Regions from separate parts of the Mus musculus genome. Here all the other regions are linked to region 2. Evidence: chromatin contacts called from public ChIA-PET, HiChIP or PLAC-seq and promoter capture Hi-C data. All regions are on one chromosome and are shown on one strand. The core of a region is the stretch at or near the end of the contact, and the rest is flanking DNA. Distances in the headings are between cores, read along the strand shown. Region 1 holds the start of Lgals2 (lectin, galactose-binding, soluble 2). Region 2 holds the start of Txn2 (thioredoxin 2). Region 3 holds the start of Card10 (caspase recruitment domain family, member 10). Region 4 holds the start of Mfng (MFNG O-fucosylpeptide 3-beta-N-acetylglucosaminyltransferase). Region 5 holds the start of Pdxp (pyridoxal (pyridoxine, vitamin B6) phosphatase). Region 6 holds the start of Rac2 (Rac family small GTPase 2). Region 7 holds the start of 1110038F14Rik (RIKEN cDNA 1110038F14 gene).

Region 1 (2,700 bases), core at 115-2,614, 930 kb after region 2:
GTCCCCAGAGAGTGTCATGTGGTCCCATCTCATACACATCAGGGAGAACCAGCTGCCCGAGAGAGGGACATCAACTTGTCCAAAGTCACACCAGAAACTTCACAGGAGCCAGATCGGAACACAGGCTCTCGAGAGTGTGCCAATACTCTTGCAATATGTAGATATTAGCCACCTATGGTTTCATCTTGAGCCTCAGTTTCCCTCCCTCCATACTTCTCTCCCTCCCTTCTTCCTTTTCTCTTTCTCTCTTTTTTCTTTCTTTCTCTCTCTCTCTCTCTTTCCTTCCTTCCTTCCTTCCTTCCTTCCTTTTCTTCCATTCTCTCTCTCTCTCTCTCTCTCTCTCTCTCTCTCTCTCTCTCTCTCTCTCTCAACAGGATCTCAGTATGTAGCTGGAACTCATTATATACACCAGGCTGGCCTCAAACTCAGAAATCCCCCTGCCTCTGGCCTTTGAATCCTGGGCTTGCCAGTTGCGCCGTCACATCCAGTTTATGCAGTGCTGGAGATCAAACCCTGGGCTATATGCATGGTGGACAAGCACTTTACCCACTCAGCTTGTTCCATGCAGTTCCTCTGGAAGCGTGATATTTTCTGGTGCTGGAGTTCCAACCCAGGGCCTTGCACTGGCTAAATCACCGCACATGCTATATCGTTGGTCTGGGCCCTTCCCCCAGCCCCTGCCCTACAACTCTCATCTTTATGAGACTCAGTAGAGGTCGGCAGTAATAATTAATACGACTGTTGCTGTCCTCAAAGAGGGAAAGGAAAGTTCTGGCCCTGAACTTGGTGGTGACAGAGAGACAGACAGCTTCAATGCTAAGGGTTTGAGAGATTATCCACCAGTTTTCTTCTTTTAGTTTTAGAGACAGGGTCTCTCTACATAGCTCTGGCTATCCTGGAGCTCACTCTCTATAGACCAGGCTGGTCTTGAACTCAGAGATCCTCCTGCCTCTGTCTCCCTAGTGCTGGGATTAAAGGCATGTGTCACCAGCTTGGCAACCCAGCTTTCTTTTTGGTTCTCCGGGAGAAACTGACACAAAGAGAAGGGTGGCAATAATGGACCCCAGAAGCCGGGTGGTGGTGGCACTTGGGAGGCAGAGGCAGGTGGATTTCTGAGTTCAAGGCCAGCCTGGTCTAAAAAATGAGTTCCAGGACAGCCAGGGCTACACAGAGAAACCTTGTCTTGAAAAAACAAACAAACAAACAAATAAATAAACAAACAATGGACCCCAGAACCCCCCAACCCACACACTCTAGCAAAGACACATGAGCAGAAGGAAGTGGGTGCAGAGGGCCAGCATCCTCACCGACATGGTGACAGCTCCTGGCCACAGCTCTCCCAGTTGCTCCTAGAGGTTTGTGCTCAAGGTATCCCCTCTTGGTCAGGCTTATAATCCCAGAGTATTACACATTAACCACCCCGAGGCCATAAATAAGGACTTTGGACCTTTATCTCCTAATATCACCCGGTCTGTATATGCAGGCACTCACTCAACAAACAGGAAGATGGCTCCTCACTCACTCTGACTCGATCGTGAGCATCCCTCTGGCCCCGCTTCTGGCAATTCCTACCAGCCTCCGTGGTCAGTACTCCACAAAGCCCAAGGGAGGATGCCCTAGTGCCACCCCCACACAAACCACAAACACCCCGATCTTGGCAGGCCATCCAACCTCTTTGCTGAGCCCAGCTCCTACAACCACAAAAAGACAGGCTGGCTCTGTTAAAAGATGTCCAAGCTTCTAATTTTCAGTGTGTCTGTGAGTCATTCAAAGACTTTTTTCTCCCTTCTCTCATCCATGCTTTTTCTGATTATACATATAATTTGTTTCTTTTTTTTTCTTCTTGTGAAACAGAGTCTGACCATTTAGCCCAGGTTAGCCTTGGACTCTCTATTCTCACACTTCTGCCCCAAGTGCTGGGATTACAGGCAGGAAACACTATATCTGGCTGCACACATTTTGCTTCAAAAGTGGTAGATTCACATCTAGGGCCAGTGAGATGGCTCGACGGATAAAGGTGCCTGCTGCCAAGCCTAACCACCGGGGTTTGCTTCCCGGAGCTCACATGATGGAAGGAAAGAACCAACTCTTGCAAGGTGTCCCCTCTGACCTCCACACATGGACCATGGCACATGTGCACACACAAATAAGTATAACTGAAGTGCTTAAAAACGGGCGGAAGAAGATGCCAAAAGTCAACTATTCTGCGAGGGCTGGGTGGTTCAGTGGTGTGCTGTATCCTCAGGATGCATGCCCTGTGGCTTCCATCCCTGGCACCATGCACAAAAGAGCTTGGTTCTGCTGGGACACAGACCAAACGTGCAGGAGGGAACCCAAGGGTTCGGGACACTGGGGGTTTCTGTCCTTCGCCCTTTATGCCTATGAATTTTGTGGTAGTTGGGGTCCATATACACAATTAGATACTGTCAAGAGGAAGAAACCTGACGTAGTTCCTCTGCTGGGAGGGAACCTGTGCTGCCCGTCCTTCCAGTGGGTTTGTACCACAGACAGGTCTCTACAGTTGTTTATCCTACTTCATTTGGGAACACTGAGGCTCACAGATCTGCACTTCAGAATCAGATGTCGCTGGCTGTGAAACACTCCAGCTCTCCAAGGCTTAGTTTATAGAAGCCATGTCCTACCTCTGAGCACTACTTCATCTTAGTCTGCCCCATTAAAAAACGCTACTCCCAGGCTGGA
Region 2 (2,700 bases), core at 130-2,629:
CATGGTAGAGAGCCATAGTGAGCCCTCAATAAATACTTAAGTAAGACCCTCCATCTCTTACTGTCCCCAGTACTCACTGTGCATGAAAGTCCACAACAACTGGTGTCTCACTGTTGACAACTCTGTCTTGAAAGTCAGGTCCATCCTGGACGTTAAAGGTCGTCAAACAGACTCTGGTGGTGTGTACTGTCCGGGCTGGGCTGGGCATTACTGTTAGACCACCAGCATTGTACTGAGGGGTCTGCAGGGTCTTAGAGGTGAGGGAAGCCCACACACCCTGAGGAGGCTTCCTGGAGATGACTGAGGTCAGGAACCTCCCCAGGAGGAGCCGCTGAGCCATCTGTGGGAGCAAGAGGCAGGAAGAGCTGGGGCCATGCAATAGGAAGTCAACACACTAGGAAAACAAAGAATTCTGGAATAATGAGGTGTTGGGAACATACAGAATTGGAAGCAAGATGCATGGAAATACTGTAATATATGATTTTCAAAGGCCAGGTGTGGTGGGGCCCACCTGTCAATCCTCCTCCTGGGAGGCGAGGCAGGTGATATAAGGCAAGGTCAGTTTGGGCTAGACAATAAAACCTGGTCTCTAAAACCTCCCCACGACAACAAAAAAAAAATATCTAGAGGTGAGTAAGGAGTCAGCATCACTGAATAGACGTTAAGTTAGAAGGGCAGAAAAACTGGGTTGACAGCCAAAAAGAAATCAAGGCTGAGGTGGAATTATAAAAGGTCAATGGAGGGAGGGACAAGGCTCAAGTGCCTTACATCACTGTGTATAGCCCAATGCCCCCCCCCCCCACACACACACACATCACTGGCTCTCTCTGATCAACTCTGAAGAAACCTTATAATACCGTCCATACTCAGGGCAACAGGTAGGTTAAGTGCCATGCCCAACGTAGGCCAGTTTTTAAAGTACAGCTAATTGGAACCCAAGGCCGTCTGTAAAATTTTTATCAGTCATTCTTTTAAAAAAGTGTTTTTATGGGAAATTAAGGAAAGGGAAGCTGTCGAAGAATGAGCGAAGAAGACTCCCAACTACGGAAGGAGGAACTGAGAGGCGTAGGAACCGGCCATGGGGTACCAAAGTGAAGCGGGTGGCATGTGTACGGAGGGAAGCCCAAAGAATGGACACGTGTTGGGGAGGGTGGGGGACAGGGAGACTGGGAGCACAGGACGTGCAGCTGCCAAGGCCACCTCCTCCCTCTAGGGGCATCCCCCTGCCGATCGCCTTCCTGCAGAGAAGCGCGCCGCCAGCCCGGCTCAGCCCACCCCGCAAGGGCTCCTACCTCCCGGCAGTGCGAGCAGAGGGATGCAGAGCCCAGCCGGCCTGCCCGTCAAGGGCACTCCTGTTGTCACTTCCTCAGGGGCAGGTCTAGCGTCATTTCCGGGAAAGACTATGCGGACGACGTTTCTCTGCAACTTGGGGGCGGCTCGGTTTTTTTCACCAATGAGGAGGACGGAAAAATGTAGGGCTGAAGGGGCGCGACCGGAAGGAATGGGATCGTGGAGGAGGGACCGGAAAATGTGTGGGACCAGTGAGGGAGGAGATGGGTGAGAGGGCGGGAAGGAAGGAGTGGCTTTGGAACAAGCTCCTGCTGTGTTGCGCCTCTTGGCATTGCCCACCCTTGGATCTGAGCTCTGGAAAGGGCTGGAAGGCTGTGTTCACTTTAATGCCGAGGAAGCTCTGTTCTCGACAGAAGCTTAGTGTTAAAAGGAAGAGATTCCCGGGCTGGGGTTATGGCTCAATTGGATTCCTGTCTAGCACACCCAAAGCCTGGCTTCTCAATACCAAGTAAACTGGGTGTGATGGCACACACCTAATCCCAGGACCCCGGAGGGCTCAGGAGTTCAAAGTCATCCTCGATACTTAGGAACTACGTGAGATCCGGTCGTGTGTGTGGTGTGTGTGTGTGTACACATGTCGCATTAAGGGGTTATTCTGCCGTTTTTGATTCTTTTCTGCCCAACCTAACTTCTTATGATTGAGCAAGTCCCTCTGCCCCTAAGGGCTGGCGGTACTTCTAAAGCCCTTACCTTTTGTACTGTCATGTCTTACTTTTTGGAACTGTCAAGGAAGCACTATCCAAGGTAAAGTGTAGGGCTTTCTCTCCATTCCCACTGGCATGAGTGACTGAGGTGTAAGTCCCTCATTTATGCATATTGTAACCAGTATTCCAGCCCCTTACGATCGGGGAACACGTTGCTGTCCACCTTCCCTTCCATACCTTTGCTCACTTTGAACTTTGTCTCTGGGTACTTAGAACACCTGCTCACCTTATCTTCTCTGAATAGTACTGCTTTCTTCTCACTAGCGCCTGCTTTATAATCCTCCAGAACACATGGACAACGTCTCTTTCTGAGAGTAGGGACTTGTGGTTGTCTCATCTGCATATACTTAGCGCCAACCTGGTACAATGCCCAGCACAGAGAGGCTGTTCAATAGACACTAAGTTGAGAATCTTTGCGCACCTCAGCAAGTGGTTTCTGTCAGAGGGGTTATGTGATGTGTCCCAGCAGATGGACTCCATCTACCACCCTATTTTAACCCACTCTCTCAATAATTAGTGGTTTGCTGAGGCGTCTTTGTGTTCTACATCTGCAGTTGTGCCTGGAAGGCTCTCCCAGAGCTCTCTGAGAAAAGTGCTACTAGGTACTAGATTCTGCACTGTCTCTGGGTCCCTTTTCTGTCTGCTC
Region 3 (2,700 bases), core at 165-2,664, 870 kb after region 2:
CTCACCAAGGATCATGGAGCAGCGTTGGGCAGGTTCCTGGCCAGTGAGCAGCGTGAAGTGTTCTGGGTAGTAGAATTCCAGGGCTTCCAGGAAGGCCTCGAAGCCCCTCTTGCCCCGGCAGCGTAAAATGTCTATGAGGCGCCCTGAGGGTAAAGGTTGTGACAGGGGTCAGGATGAGGTCTTCCCCCAGTGCCCCTGCTCTCCACCCCGACAATGCTCCAGGGCCTACGTTCCCCAGATTTTTGGGCTGTGACACACACCGGGGCCTGTCCCAACACATCAGGGAGCAAAGCTCAGTCTGCCCTGGCTAGGAACACCAGACCCTCCCCAGAGCACCTGCACTGGAGCAGGTCCCCAGCAACCCCTACACACACACACACACACACACACACACACACACACACACACACACACACACACACACGTTACGCATGCCCGGGGGCATCGGATGCCTGCGTTTCCCAGGCAAAATGCTCTCATTGACTTAAGTTCCCTGATACTTTTAGTCCCTCTGACAGTCCTGGTACAAAGACGCCCAGTGGGAGAGGAGCCTCGGAGAACTGAGCCCGGATTTGAGCTCTTGAGAAAAACTGATTCTTTAAGGGATACACAAATGGGACAGAGAGAACCAGAGAGGTCAAAGAGCACAGTAAAGATCCCACAGGGGTCGCCATCGGCACCGGCAACCACATCCAGCTGTCTGCTCTGGAGCGGGCCTAGGAAGGGAGAGGAAACCCCTGGCGGCGGGCTCACCGGTACGGTTAGCGCGGCACGGGAAACGGTAGGTGCTGAGCACCTCCTCCTCGTCCTGTTCGTCCAGGACGCGGCACTGGCGCAGATACGGCGTGAGCTTGGCCGGATTCAGGGCGCGCGTCAGTCGGTGCCGGACGCCCTCGATCCGCTCCCACAGCGCGTCCTCTTCGGCCTCCGACCCCGAACCCGCCCCAGCCTCCTCGTCAGCCTCGCCCGCGTCCGCCCGGCCCTGCATGGCCGCGTCCTCCGAGCCTGCGGGCGACAAGCACGGTGGGCACGGAGCCGCGGTCACCGCACCTGGGCGTCGCCCGCGGGTCCCGGCGCTGTCGGGCTCCGTCTTCCCGGGATCCCAAGCTGCTCTGCCTGCACCCTCCCGGGTCCCCGAGAGGTCACGCCCGCGTCCTCCCGGGCGTCCCGTCGGCGTCCTTTCACGTCCCCACGCTGCTGTCCCGCCCGTGTCCTCCCCGCACTCACCACGGGCGCTGCAGCTGCCCTGAGCTCCCGGCTCTGTGCTCGGCCGACGGCTCCGGAGGCGCGACGGGGCGGTGCCTTCGGGGTCATTGGCTCCGCCCCCAGCCCGGCGGCCTCCCGGGCCACCCAACATTGCCCGCGACCCGCTGCGCTCCGGTCGTCCTCCCGGCCGCTCTGCGGGCCAGCCGCGCCTCCCCACCCCCCACCCCCGCTTCCTGTTTCCCGCCGGCTCTCCGGGCCAGTCCTGGCGGGGTCCGCACGGCCCTCCCACACCTGCCCGGCCCCCGACGGGGCGGAGCCGCCACGCGCGCGCCCACACCCCGCGCGCCACCGCCAGGGCCACTGCCGCCGCTGCTGCTCACCTTGTCCCCCACCATGAGCACAACACCAGCCTGCACCCTCTACAAGCCCGACTCCCGGTGCAGCTGGCCACCCGGAACCCTGAACGCGACAAGTGTCCGCTCCACTAGCCACACACGCCCTGAAGTCAACAGGTCACACCAACTTAGCGAGCTCTGGGCTCGGACCTCATATACAGAGCCCCATCATTCCCACTTAAACTCGCATGGTAGGTATATTCACTCTGCTGAAAGTCACATAATACATATCTGTCTTTCAGGAAATATCTGCAAAGTGTGGGACAGGGCCTCAGAAGCTAGCAGAACTTTCACACGTGTCCATGTTCTGGGATAATGGCCTTACAAGTGTTGAGCAGGACTTCGACCGGAGACAGACTACTCACGTGCCTCTCCCTCCCACAAACACCCTGTGCCTAGGCACTTGAAAGCCCCGGTCAGCTGTGAGTCTCTCTCTGTGTGTGTCTCAGCTTTGCATTCATTTGCATCCTGTTCCCAGCTAGGCCTCTTATCTGCCGGTGACCTGGACAATTGCCCCTCCACAGTCTCAGTGTTCCCGAACACGCTGCCAAGAGCTCACATCTTTCACCAAGCCCAGGACAGCCTGTGTGGGCAGCAGAGGGGAGGGGTCATGGGCACCTTTCCAAAGAAGGGAGTCAGTCCCTGCAAGTGTCCAGACTGACTGCACTTTCATTCCTGAGTCAAGTTGATGGCACACGGGGACCAGGATGCTTGCATTTCTAAATGGCCGTTCCTGCGGGGTGGGAGGGAGTGTGGTTAAAATCAATTACATTTGAAAAGGCAGCGTCAAAACTCCCTTCTGCCTTGGAGACTAATACTCCCACAATAAGGTCCTGTAGTCACATGCTAGAAGCTCTCTGGGCACTGGAAAGTGCCCTCGGGGTGGCGAGAACAGGGTTAAGAGGACACAGAGGATCTGGAAAGATGTGTAGGTCCCCAAAGCCACCCATACTTTCCGAATTAGATGCATCACTCACCCAAGGAAACAAGGTTGACCACAACCCCTGAACAGCCCCTGCAGTAAAGAAACTAGTTTACCTACATAACCTAGTTCCTTTCCCAGCCTTGAAGAACCACAGACTTTTGCTGACTTGGTTTT
Region 4 (2,700 bases), core at 164-2,663, 840 kb after region 2:
CAGGGAGCTCTACCAGGGAAGAACTCATGCCTGTACCGGACATTATGCCAGGAAACGGGGAGGGGGAGGGCATCCTTTTCAGGTACCCCCACCTCTCCCTCACTAAACTACCTCCTCTCCTTGGCCTCCCCACCAAAGGCTCAGTCACTTCCGCTCACAGAGCCAGCAGCCACCATGGGGACATAGTGTGTGTGTGCACAAGTGCATGAGTTCTGCTACCTCCCCTGACGTGGTCCCCAATGCCCCCCATACCCACACCCATCCCTGGCTTTGCTTGATGGGGTCTTGAGTATGGGGAGAGAGACTCTGCTTTCAGGAAACACACTCATTACTCTCATGCCTTCTTATTACTGTATTTAGCATGCCTAGCCCTGTGTATGAGCACAGGTATACACACACACACACACACACACATTCCATATGCCTTGGCAGATCTCCCCTCACCTTGACCTCCAGCCCACACGACCTCACCCACTGCCTCCCATCCCAACCACAGCACAGGAAACGGAGAAGCTAGACAGGGCCCTCACACCCTGGGCAGCACAGCAGGGCAGGAACTGAGAGGAAGCCTCCCTCAAGCAGGCCCCACCTCCATGTCTCTCCAGCATCCACATCACACCCCTGCCTCACACAGCCCCATCCATGCCCAGAGCTGAGGTGCGCAGCTACTCGGTCCTGGTGGGTTTTCACCTTAACACCCACCAGAATCTTCAGGCAAGTTAGGGTCAAGAATCTAGGAGATGAGGGGGACCCAAGAGGAGCCTAGGACAGAGGTGCCACATGGAACCCAACAGAGATAGACCTGTGAGTCTAAGGAGGCCCTGGAGTGTGGCAGTGGGGATGGGGGTGGGCACGGAAGAAGTGGAGAGACCCCAGAAGGAACCACTCCCTGGTGGTCAGCTTTTCCCCAGACCACCAGGAAGACCCCTGGGAGCCCCCCAGCCAGGAGTGCTCTCTCAGACTTCAAGGCAGCCCCCGCCTGTCACCTGTTGCCTGATCCTGGAGACCCACGTGTCTAGTAGCAGGTCCAGGCGGGAGCGATGGAAGGCCCAGGTAGTCTTGACTGCGATGAAGATGTCGCCTAGCTGCAGCTCCAGGGGTCCTGGGTTCCGTTGGTTCAGCCTGAGCGCGCCCTGTATCATCCTCTGGGACAAACTTGAGTGGTATCGTAGAGACAGGAGCCCCACGCACAGGAGGGTAAAGAGGGCTCCCGCCATGCCCCGAAAAAGTCGGCAGTGCATTGGTAGCAGGCCCCCAGACAGTTCAGCCCCCGACTCCCCAATCAGTCTGGGGTGGGAGGCTGGTCAGGAGGGGGCCCTGGTACAGGCAAAAGTCTGGCAGGCATCGGGGGCACACACCAACGGGAAAGGAGGAAGCTGGGTCTCTGGACCCAGAGACTGAGCCACCACCGTCCTGCCAGCCGGCAGAGGCCACCAGCCCGCCACCTGCTCCTCAGCCCTCCCTCCGGGCCACTTAGCTCCTGGCCCCGCCCCTGCCTCAGCCCGAGGGGCGGGGCTAGGCCTGGGAAGCCCCAGAGGCAGCTGCTGGGAGCCACCCACTGGAAGAGGCACAGGGCCCTGCCAGCTGCTGCAGCCACACCAAACCCTCCACGAGGTGGGAAGAAGCCACTCCAGCCTTCCTATGCCTCACAGTCCTTTCTCTGGCTCCTAGAATAGCCAGGATCCTGTCCAGCCAGCCTCAGGTCCTGGCTCATTCTCCCTCCTGCTGGCCCTTCCCATCATCCACCATGCATCAGGCCTACATCTATCACAGGGCCATGCCCACCATAGCATGCTGCCTAGATTCTTGCTTTCTTTGAATCTTTACACAGACATTATTTCTGCCATGAGGCTTTTCCTGCCCATTTTAAACAGCCCTCCTTCCCAGCCCCCAAGCCTAGACCCTTCTAACTTCTTGCTGTATGGTGTATTTTACATATTTATTGTCTTACTTATGATACTACTGAGGCAGGGGGTATTCTCTTTTGTTGACTATCCAGAACCCAGTACGGTACCTGGTACATACTGGGCACTTGATCAATACTTGTTAATTATGTTAATTAAGCACAGGAAAGTGCTTGGTGGCTGTGAATGGATCTAAGCCTGCTAAAGGCTCCTGGAGCACTAGGACAATGAGGTGTCAGCCTCAGCCTGTCCCCTTCACAGCTCACCTCCTCAGAACAGTGCCACCAAGGAAAAGCCTAGGCTTGGGGCTGGGTTCAGATCCCAGCTAGGGCCACAACCTGGCTGTATGGCTGTCGACAAGATACCTCTATCATTTACGAAATGATGGTGAGGGACTCCAAGATGGCTCAGCAGGTGAAGGTGCTTGCCACCAAGCCTGTGGATGGACCTGAGTTCAATTCCCAGGGACATGCCCCCTCCAGCAAGTTGTTCCCTGGCCTTGTGTGTGTTGCCACAGCAAGTTGTGTGCATGCACATCTGACAGGTGTGCATCACCATAGCAAATTCCTTAAAGGGATCTCGGGGCAGGTGAGAGGTGAGAGGGCTCAGCAGAAAAGGCAGCTTGCTGACACGCTGACTGCCTGAGTTTGATTCCCAGGACCCACATGACAAAAAGGGAGAACGGCTCCTGAACCTTATATACACAGTGCACTCTTGCTATTGCATGCGCGCGCGCACACACACACACACACACACACACACACACACAGTGAACATTTTTGTAAGTGAAATTCTA
Region 5 (2,700 bases), core at 58-2,557, 980 kb after region 2:
GCCCAATTTAGTAACCGAGTGGAGGCAGGGGCATGCTGTCTATGGTCTTCTAGGCTAAGAAACCCATTACAAAAGGCACAAAGAACAGAAAATAGTTGGGCCTCAAAGGCACGGTTTTTCTTCGGTCTCTTCCCTTCAGTTGCTCTGGGTTAGACAGCTACAGTTCTGCTTAGAACCAAAATATTGTGACAGTACAGATCCCTGTTCATCCCTGGTCCCCATACTTTGAATTACTGGTTATTCAAAGGCTTGACAGATTAAAAGGTTTCCGTCTACAAAATGGAGACCTAGGCAGTTGGGATCACCCCATCAATAAAATGGGTTACCAATTGGGCCTGGCCATCAAAATAGTGCCTAGTGCCCCCACACACATAAAACATGAAATCAGATCTCTGGGTTCCTGTCTTACAGCCATGTGTTTGATTATCTATTTATTTATTTATTGGGTTTTTTTTTTGTTTTGTTTTTTTGTTTTTTGAGACAGGGTTCTCTGAATACCCTTGGTCCTAGTACTTGCTCTGTAGACTAGGCTGGCTTGGAAATCAGAGCTCTTCCTACCTCTGATTCTGAGTGCTGGGATTAAATGTATGTGTTCGCATCGCCCGGCTAGAACGTTTTAACATTCATCTGTGTGGATGTGTGTGTGGAGGTCAGAAAACAACTGGAAGGAGTATGTTCTCTCCACCGTGAGGTTTCTGAAGAAGGAACTCGGGTCCTCAGCCTTGACAGCAAACTGCCATCATCTGCTGAACCATTCCACTGACCTGTACCTGTGTTTTAAAAATCATTTATCTAAAGCCATCGAACTATAAAGTATACATCTTACTAAACGGAAATTATACAACAACAACAACAAAAAAAAAAAACAAGTTCCCCAGGAGACTCCACAGCACAGTCAGATGACCAGAAGGATCACTGACCAGGTCTAAGAGCCCAGGCCAGCTTGCGAAGTCACGGGTGATGGAGCCCTGGCTCCATCACATCCACATGTTTCTAATGAGCCTCAATGGTTCCGAGGGCAACAAGATGTGGCCCGAAGACAACATCTCTCTCAGCCTCTGTTTTTCTCCTAGCAACCATCTGGCCTACGTTTTTAATTGGCTGGGAAGCGCACGGCGATTCGCTGCAGACCAGGCTGTCTCTTCATTGGTCGCCTCCTTCTAGTGGCGCCCGCGGTCCCGCCCCTTTCTCCGAGCTCCTTCGGGATCGGCCAGCACCTTCGACTAAATTCTAGTCGCTATTGGCTGAAGCCTGTGTTCGTAGCCCCGCCTCCTCCCCGTTCTGCGCGCCAATTGGTGAAGCTGCCCCTTGTCCACGGAGGGAGCGCAGCGCGCGCGTGCGAGCGGCCAGCCGGCTGCATGGCGCGCTGCGAGCGGCTGCGCGGCGCGGCCCTGCGCGACGTGCTGGGCCAGGCGCAGGGAGTCCTGTTCGACTGCGACGGAGTGCTGTGGAACGGCGAACGCATCGTGCCGGGCGCCCCTGAGCTGCTGCAGCGGCTGGCGCGGGCCGGCAAGAACACGCTGTTCGTGAGCAACAACAGCCGGCGCGCGCGGCCCGAGCTGGCGCTGCGCTTCGCCCGCCTGGGCTTCGCGGGGCTGCGCGCCGAGCAGCTCTTCAGCTCCGCGCTGTGTGCCGCGCGCCTCCTGCGCCAGCGGCTGTCCGGGCCGCCCGACGCATCGGGCGCAGTGTTCGTGCTGGGAGGCGAGGGGCTGCGCGCTGAGCTGCGCGCCGCGGGGCTGCGCCTGGCGGGGGACCCCGGCGAGGACCCGCGCGTGCGCGCCGTGCTCGTAGGCTACGACGAGCAGTTTTCCTTCTCCAGGTTGACCGAGGCGTGCGCGCACCTGCGCGACCCCGACTGCCTGCTCGTGGCCACCGATCGCGACCCTTGGCACCCGCTCAGCGACGGAAGCCGGACCCCCGGTGAGCACGGGACTGGGCGCGGGGATGTGTGCTGGGACCTGACGCGCTTTTCGGAATTCCTGCAGCTGCCGCCTGTCGGATAGTGGCCGAGGACCAGTTTGACACACGAGCCACCTTAGGCTCACTGTAGCTCAGGGAATTGCAGGTGGGATACAGATTTGGAACCGGCCTCTTGGGCTTTTGTCATTGGCCCCACCCACTTTGCAGGAGGGTTTGTCGAAGCGGTCTGGAAGGATGATGCCGGTGGAGAGCTGGATCCGCGCATCCAGAATCAGGGTAGTGGGGAAACTAGGGGGTAGTGGAGCTTGACCTTAGGCCAGTGGGGAGACTGGAAGGTAGTGGAGCTTGACCTCAGTTCCAGTTCTGGCCCTGTTTGGTTAACCCTGTGAGTTACATAACCTCGGAACCTGGTTTCCAGTGGGGTTCTTTACCATGTCGGTTATCCCCAGGCTTTTGAACCCAGCCCTCTAGTTTATTAATAGCTTCCTGAAGCTCCTTAATGGTGCCTTCATTTCCTTTCCAGATTAGTTCAAAAATAAGAGTTTTGGCCCATTTCACAGTTAAAGAAATTGGTACTTAAGGGAGGTGAGCTGCCAGGGAACACACAGCATAGAGCAGGGGAACCTGACTTGGCCTTTGGGGACCCCCCATCCATCCATCCACCCATCCAAGAGCAGTCCAGGCTGTTCAGGCCTGTACCTAAACAGAAGCGCTGACCTCTGGCATGAGCCCCAAGAGATGGAGGGATCAGAGACTTACCAGATAGTGATGAATGGCTAT
Region 6 (2,700 bases), core at 2-2,501, 640 kb after region 2:
TCCCTGCCAAGCTGGGAGGTCACCCAGGTCATTCAGCAGGAAGCTGAGAGGCCAGAGGGACAGCTCCGGGCCTTCCCCAGTACAATTCCGTTAAGTCACTTCCCACTCGAGGAGGTTGCTCTGCTGTCCCTGCCCCCTAAACCTCTGCCCTCAAGCCCCAGCCTGCCACCCAGGTAACTTTGAATGCATAGAATCATTGACTTCCGGCCCTCCGTGTCCGCCCCCTCCTCCCCCAGATCAGACACAAAGCAGAAGTGAGCAGAGCAGCTGCCACAGATAACGGCTGACACCCTAGCGCGGTGGCGGCTGCAGCAGCGACCAAGTCGGACCTAGTCAGCTGAGGAGGTAGATAGCCTATGCCACCAGCAGAGCCAAAGTGTGTGTGACCTTGGGACCTAAGCCAGGAAAGGTCTCCAGGCCTCAGCCCCTCCCCGTTTCGAACTGAAGATGGCTGTCTAGTACATGTGAGGATGGATCTAGCGGGACCCAAGATAGACTTGAGGACTGCACCCTAATGTGTCGGAATATATGGGAGACACATGAAGAAACTCAGGCCTTGGGTTATGAGAGCCTGTGGTCCCAAGATCTGACAATGACTATCAGACTTTAGCAGGGCTGCAGCCAGCCTGCCCTCTGGAGTCCTTAAGAGCAGAGGCTGGACTGAGAGTCAGAAAGCTTGGAGATTGCCAGAAGTCCCCTAGGCCCAGCAAGACAGCAACTAGAGCCTGGGCCAGCCTGGGAAACAAAGGTCCGAAGGGCAAGCTGCTGATTTCCCTCCTCGTACCTGTACCCTGAACTGATGCTGGCCCGGTAGGAGCCCTGTCCCAGCTCTCAGGGTACAGGCAAATAGCAGCACCCCACCCACAGTCCAGGCCCTCCACCCAAGTAGCTTCCGGAGTGGGGTAGGCTGAAGGACAGGGAGCAGTCCAGACCCACCCCAAATGTTCCTTGTAAGCCCTTACAAGGAAAGGAAGCGACTTTCCCCAGAACCTCCTGGGAGCCCTGAATCTGTGGGTGTACCAGGGAGGATCTCAGAGGCATCCTGGTAGGGGTGGGAGACAACTCAGCCAGGTACTTACCCATCACCCACCACCACACACTTGATGGCCTGCATTGCATCTGAGGCCCAGCAGCCAGGGATGACAGTTGGGGGCCAGGAGCGTTGCTGTGGACACCAGTGGTATGGAGTGGCTAGGAGGTACCCGGCAGTGAGGAGCAGCACCCCAGCTCAAGAGGCGGGAGGAAACGGAAGAGGAACTTACCCAAGCTGCTGCCCCACAGCCTTGAGGGGGTGGAGCATGCGGTCTGGAAGAGGACCTGGGGCCCCACAGGTGCTAGGTTGGGCCCAGGCCACCAAGGGCACTTGACTTAGGCTCCAAAGGGAACCCAGGCACCCTAGAGAATTGAAGATTCACTTCCTAAGCCAGGGCAGGGACAAAGTTGCTCTCGAAGAATCTGCATCCTCCAAGAAGTCAGTTGGCCTGACTCCCATGGGCAAACACTTGAGTGCCTACTGTGTATCAGGCATTGTGTTGGGAGCTGGTGACTCTAAAATGCAGGAAGCCAGGTTGTCCTGGAGTTCCTGCTCTGTAGAGAAGGCAAACCACACCACAGGTGCTGTGAGCAAGGCAGGAGACATGGGCCAAGGGAGAGCTACAGAGTGACCTCAGAGTCACCAGCAGGGAAAACTGGTGGCTATGACGTGTGATGTCAAACAAAGTTGGCCCGGGGGGGGGGGGTGCTGCCTAAGCAAGGGCCAGTGTGTAGAGAGAAGGCAAAGGAGGGGGAGGGAAAGAGAGAAGGGAAGAGGTAGAGGAGAGGGGAGAAAAGGAGGAAGGGGAGGAAGGGGGGAAATTGGGAGGGGAGGAAGTGGAGGAAAAGGGGGAGGAGGAGGAAGGAGAGGAGGGAGGATAGGGAAAAGGGAAGGAGTTGGAAGAGAAGGAAGAAGAGGAGTAGTGAGAGGAGGAGGAGGAGGAGGAGGAGTGAGAGGAGGAGGAGGAGGAGGAGGAGGAGGAGGAGGAGGAGGAGGAGGAGGAGGAGGAGGAGGAGGAAGAGTCAGGGACAGATGCAGTAGAGCAAGCTGGTAGAAGTTTGGCAAGTCCAAACCTTCTCACAGCATGGTGCAATCTAAGCTTTCAGGAAGCTGAGACAAAGGGATTGCTGGGAGCTTGAGTCCAGGATTCAGAGTGAGAGTTCCAAGGCAGCCAGAGCCATCGAGCGATACAGCAAGATCCTAGCTGGGAAACCACTCCAAACCGAAAATCCTACCTACAAACTGTCGTAGGCTTCTTGCCGTTTTGATGATATCAACTACACTCGCCTTGTGTTGGGCATTTGTGTTTATAAGTGTTTGGTTGGGTGTTTGTGTTTGCAGGTGTTTTGTTGGGCATTTGTGTTTTTAGTTGTTTATTGGACTTTTGGGTTTCCTATTACACAAGTTACTATTTGTGTATTTGTCCATTTCTCTACTGGAGTATTTTTTCCCCTCATATTTATTTGGAGAAGTTCGGTGTTTGATTTTTCAAGTGTGAATTGCTATAACCGTTTCATAGTTCATTTCCAGTATGTGGAATTATTTTTTTTGAAGCTGTGATATTTATAAAGGTTTATTTGTATGTGGTCAACTTTAATTTTTCTTCCCTAATGATTGATACTCTTTGAGTGATTCTTTCTTAAGCATTCCTATGCAATTTCACAAAG
Region 7 (2,700 bases), core at 122-2,621, 980 kb before region 2:
TTTAAGAATATGTAAAGACTGTGGGACTTTTAAAGTTATCCGTTGTTAAGAGCTCTGTCGGATGTTGTGTAGGAGCTTGGAAGACAACGTTGAGAACACTGCAGAAGATGGAGGTCTGGTTTGTGAAATTTCAGAGGGAAAATTAAAGACTCTTTTCAGGGCCATTGCTGTTTTGATTGTGAAGATTCTGTAGTTCTGGTTAGCTGGGGCTGAAGAATCAGCTGTGATTAACAAGATACCAGAACTACTAAAGCAAAAACTTTGCATTACTGGGACTATTGATGCTGGTTAGCTGGAGCTAAGAAATTAGCGGTGATTAAGAAGAGACCAGCATCATTGAGGTGACATCTTCTGGGAAGTGTTTTCTGAGAGCACAGTGGCTGTGTTCCAGATATAGCCAAAGTTGTACATTGTGCTGTGGCTGGACTTGGTAATGTGTAAGGGTCACCCAGGTGGTACTGGTTTTGAAGGCATGAAGGAGTTGAGCAGAGCACTTACTATCACTCCTAGTGACCCTCTAGGAAAATTTTTGCTTCCTGTCCCCATAACTCTAGGTTCTGCTGGCCTAGAAGTTTTGGCTCCAGAGAAGGGAGTGCTCCTACCAGGAGCTACAACAAACATTCCATTGAACTGGAAGCTCAGACTTCCCCCTGGTCATTTTGGGCTTCTAATGCCCTTAAACCAACAGGCTAAAAAAGGAATAACAGTGTTAGGAGGGGTGATAGATCCAGATTACCATGGGGAAATTGGATTACCTCTTCACAATGGTGGTAAGCAAGATTATGTCTGGAGTGTAGGAGATCCCTTAGGGCGTCTCTTAGTACTACCATGTCCTGTGATTATTAGGACACAGTATATATGTCGCCATTCCAAAAGTGTGGAATAGAGGCATAGCGAAGAAATACTGAAACAAAGCAGGATTAGAAGCCTGTAGGAAAAATACCAAATCCTGTAGCTCCATGACTGGTATCTGTAGTCCTAGGGCTAGACCGCTATGATAGCTATTGCTATTCTTGGTTGTCATTTTGACAACCCACACCTGTAATTATCCTAAACCTCAAGGGGTAAGGAGTTCCTGTAAGGAAATTTTCTTGATTTTTCGTTTGAGGTGGGAAGATGCACCTTAAATCTGGGCCAGGTCTTCGGGTGGCAGCCTAATGGTCGTGGAAGAAGGAAGTGCATGCTTGCCCCGACTCTCGTTGGAAAGTTCACTCCATTGCCATTAGAGCCTAGTTCTTCAGGATTCTGAAGTATACCGGGGACAAGCTGAGCCATCTGTCAACGCCTGCGCCCCGCCCCGCCCCGCCCCGCCCCGCCCCGCCCCGCATAATCCACCTTGCCCCATCTCTGGGCGTTCCCCCCGACCCCACCGGTTCCATTCTCTCCAGGAATCAATTGTCTTGTTTCTTGGCGGCACACTCTGCTGGGTTCTCCGAGGCCTTTAAGTTCATCCCCGTGCACTCTGTCTCCTAAAATTACAAGCACAGCCTGAGGCGCTCCATCCACCCAAGTGCTTTCTGTCCGGCGCTGAGCGCTTGCTCTGGCTCCGCTGCGCTTTCTGCGGAACCTTGTGTCGTAGACGTGTTTCCAGAGGAGTGAGTTCGCTGTGGTAGTTAGGATTTACCAGCTTCCGGCGGCCGCTCCGACTAATGGCGGTGAGCTGTGGGAGAAGGCGTGTTTGTGGCGAGGCCCTAGGTGGGGAGACCCTGTGAATTTCGTCCTGTCTCACGATTTTTCAGGAGCCAGGGCGTCCTGCTCGGGAGGCACCAGCAGCCTCAAGTCGGAAAACTCATCGCGCTCCGCGCAGACCCCGGCCCTCTCGCTCAGCTTCCGGTGCCTCGGAACCTCCTCTCCGCAGTTCAGTGCAACCTGCATGCGACTCCGCCGCCGGAACCCATCCCGTAGGCAACACAGTAGCGATGAAGCAAAAGAAAAAGAAAACCCCCAACAGGGTCTCTGGGACAAATGGAAGCGAAAAGCCCTCGGAGAAACCTGCCCCGGACGAAGCTCCTCCTAGCGCTGAGGCCCAGGCAAGGATGGTACTCCCTGCGAGCTTTCTGGGCGCTAATCCGCCTGCCTCTGTGGGCGAGCTGTGCGGAATTAAGGCGCTGAAGGTATGGGAGTGGGGTCTGCGGGACCCTGTTACCCATCACAACCATGTCCTCCTTTCTGTCCCAGGCGGAACAGCTGGCGCGGGAGCTGGCCTGGTGTGTGGAACAGCTGGAGCTGGGTCTCAAGACGCAGAGACCTACCCCGAAGCAGAGTGAGGGACCCTTCTCTACAGTTAGGGAAATGTAAACGGTGACAGTTCTGTGGTCTGATGGTATTGCCAAGGGGTGGGGTTGTTGCTTTTGGTTGGTTTGCTTTGTTTAGGTGTACTGAAACTTAGTTGTGTAGACCAGGCTGGCCTGGAATTCAGAGATCCGCCTGCCTCTGCCTCCCCAGTGCTGGGATTAAAGGCGTGCGTCACCCCAGCTGGATGGGAATTGTTTGTAGTAGGATGATATGAGTGTGTTTGAAGTCACTAGCTCTTTTTCTTTTTCTTTTTCTTTCTTCTTTCTTCTTTCTTCTTTCTCTCTTTCTCTTTCTCTTTCTCTTTCTCTTTCTCTTTCTCTTTCTCTTTCTCTTTCTCTTTCTCTTTCTTTCATCTGCAGAAGAGCAGGCTGTTGGGGCAATCCGAACGCTGCGCAGTGAAAAAAC

Evidence for each region. Promoter capture Hi-C pulls out the DNA fragments that hold promoters and counts their contacts. ChIA-PET counts read pairs in DNA pulled down with a chosen protein or histone mark. HiChIP or PLAC-seq counts read pairs in DNA pulled down with a chosen protein or histone mark.
Region 1: a promoter capture Hi-C map of liver shows a contact between it and region 2, with 2.1 times the contacts expected there. The contact joins the promoter of Lgals2 here to the promoter of Txn2 in region 2. A contact is called at or near these places in 3 of 39 promoter capture datasets (hippocampal neurons and liver) and 1 of 115 datasets of contacts at active chromatin or transcription factors (pancreatic cancer cells).
Region 3: a contact with region 2 is called in an H3K4me3 HiChIP or PLAC-seq map of embryonic stem cells, with 6 read pairs. The contact joins the promoter of Card10 here to the promoter of Txn2 in region 2. A contact is called at or near these places in 1 of 484 Hi-C or Micro-C datasets (bone marrow-derived macrophages), 2 of 115 datasets of contacts at active chromatin or transcription factors (embryonic stem cells and pancreatic cancer cells) and 1 of 9 other capture datasets (adipose tissue).
Region 4: an RNA polymerase II ChIA-PET map of memory CD8 T cells shows a contact between it and region 2, with 15 read pairs. The contact joins the promoter of Mfng here to the promoter of Txn2 in region 2. A contact is called at or near these places in 3 of 39 promoter capture datasets (3T3-L1-derived adipocytes, the SN4741 cell line and embryonic stem cells), 1 of 484 Hi-C or Micro-C datasets (the Ba/F3 cell line) and 2 of 115 datasets of contacts at active chromatin or transcription factors (memory CD8 T cells and pancreatic cancer cells).
Region 5: a contact with region 2 is called in a promoter capture Hi-C map of liver, with 5 times the contacts expected there. The contact joins the promoter of Pdxp here to the promoter of Txn2 in region 2. A contact is called at or near these places in 5 of 39 promoter capture datasets (cranial neural crest, hippocampal neurons, liver and 2 more) and 2 of 115 datasets of contacts at active chromatin or transcription factors (microglia and pancreatic cancer cells).
Region 6: a contact with region 2 is called in a promoter capture Hi-C map of pre-B cells, with 4 times the contacts expected there. The contact joins the promoter of Rac2 here to the promoter of Txn2 in region 2. A contact is called at or near these places in 8 of 39 promoter capture datasets (the 3T3-L1 cell line, the C10 cell line, the HPC-7 cell line and 5 more), 2 of 115 datasets of contacts at active chromatin or transcription factors (microglia and stem cell-derived neural progenitor cells) and 2 of 9 other capture datasets (embryonic stem cells and liver).
Region 7: a contact with region 2 is called in a promoter capture Hi-C map of stem cell-derived epiblast-like cells, with 4 times the contacts expected there. The contact joins the promoter of 1110038F14Rik here to the promoter of Txn2 in region 2. A contact is called at or near these places in 8 of 39 promoter capture datasets (the C10 cell line, embryonic stem cells, hippocampal neurons and 3 more), 2 of 115 datasets of contacts at active chromatin or transcription factors (astrocytes and bone marrow-derived macrophages) and 1 of 9 other capture datasets (macrophages).

What each region holds. Positions count from the first base shown.
Region 1 is chr15:78,854,165-78,856,864 of GRCm38.p6, forward strand. Lgals2 (lectin, galactose-binding, soluble 2) reads right to left here and starts at 1,365. Exons shown (of 4, transcript NM_025622.3): 1 at 1,308-1,365. The coding sequence starts at 1,313.
Region 2 is chr15:77,927,615-77,930,314 of GRCm38.p6, forward strand. Txn2 (thioredoxin 2) reads right to left here and starts at 1,380. Exons shown (of 4, transcript NM_019913.5): 1 at 1,293-1,380; 2 at 78-340. The coding sequence starts at 340.
Region 3 is chr15:78,801,628-78,804,327 of GRCm38.p6, forward strand. It overlaps Card10 (caspase recruitment domain family, member 10), which reads right to left and starts at 1,415. Exons shown (of 21, transcript NM_130859.2): 1 at 1,228-1,415; 2 at 754-1,005; 3 at 6-143. The coding sequence starts at 1,357.
Region 4 is chr15:78,772,032-78,774,731 of GRCm38.p6, forward strand. It overlaps Mfng (MFNG O-fucosylpeptide 3-beta-N-acetylglucosaminyltransferase), which reads right to left and starts at 1,414. Exons shown (of 8, transcript NM_008595.2): 1 at 987-1,414. The coding sequence starts at 1,241.
Region 5 is chr15:78,912,612-78,915,311 of GRCm38.p6, forward strand. Pdxp (pyridoxal (pyridoxine, vitamin B6) phosphatase) reads left to right here and starts at 1,308. Exons shown (of 2, transcript NM_020271.3): 1 at 1,308-1,920. The coding sequence starts at 1,359. It overlaps Gm30368 (a long non-coding RNA gene), which reads right to left. Exons shown (of 6, transcript XR_003951546.1): 5 at 2,680-2,700.
Region 6 is chr15:78,571,532-78,574,231 of GRCm38.p6, forward strand. It overlaps Rac2 (Rac family small GTPase 2), which reads right to left and starts at 1,252. Exons shown (of 7, transcript NM_009008.3): 1 at 1,080-1,252. The coding sequence starts at 1,114.
Region 7 is chr15:76,946,890-76,949,589 of GRCm38.p6, forward strand. It overlaps 1110038F14Rik (RIKEN cDNA 1110038F14 gene), which reads left to right and starts at 1,372. Exons shown (of 5, transcript NM_001347540.1): 1 at 1,372-1,655; 2 at 1,740-2,030; 3 at 2,179-2,263; 4 at 2,655-2,700. The coding sequence starts at 1,650. It overlaps Gm46534 (a long non-coding RNA gene), which reads right to left and starts at 1,460. Exons shown (of 4, transcript XR_001781744.2): 1 at 1,371-1,460; 2 at 1,123-1,245.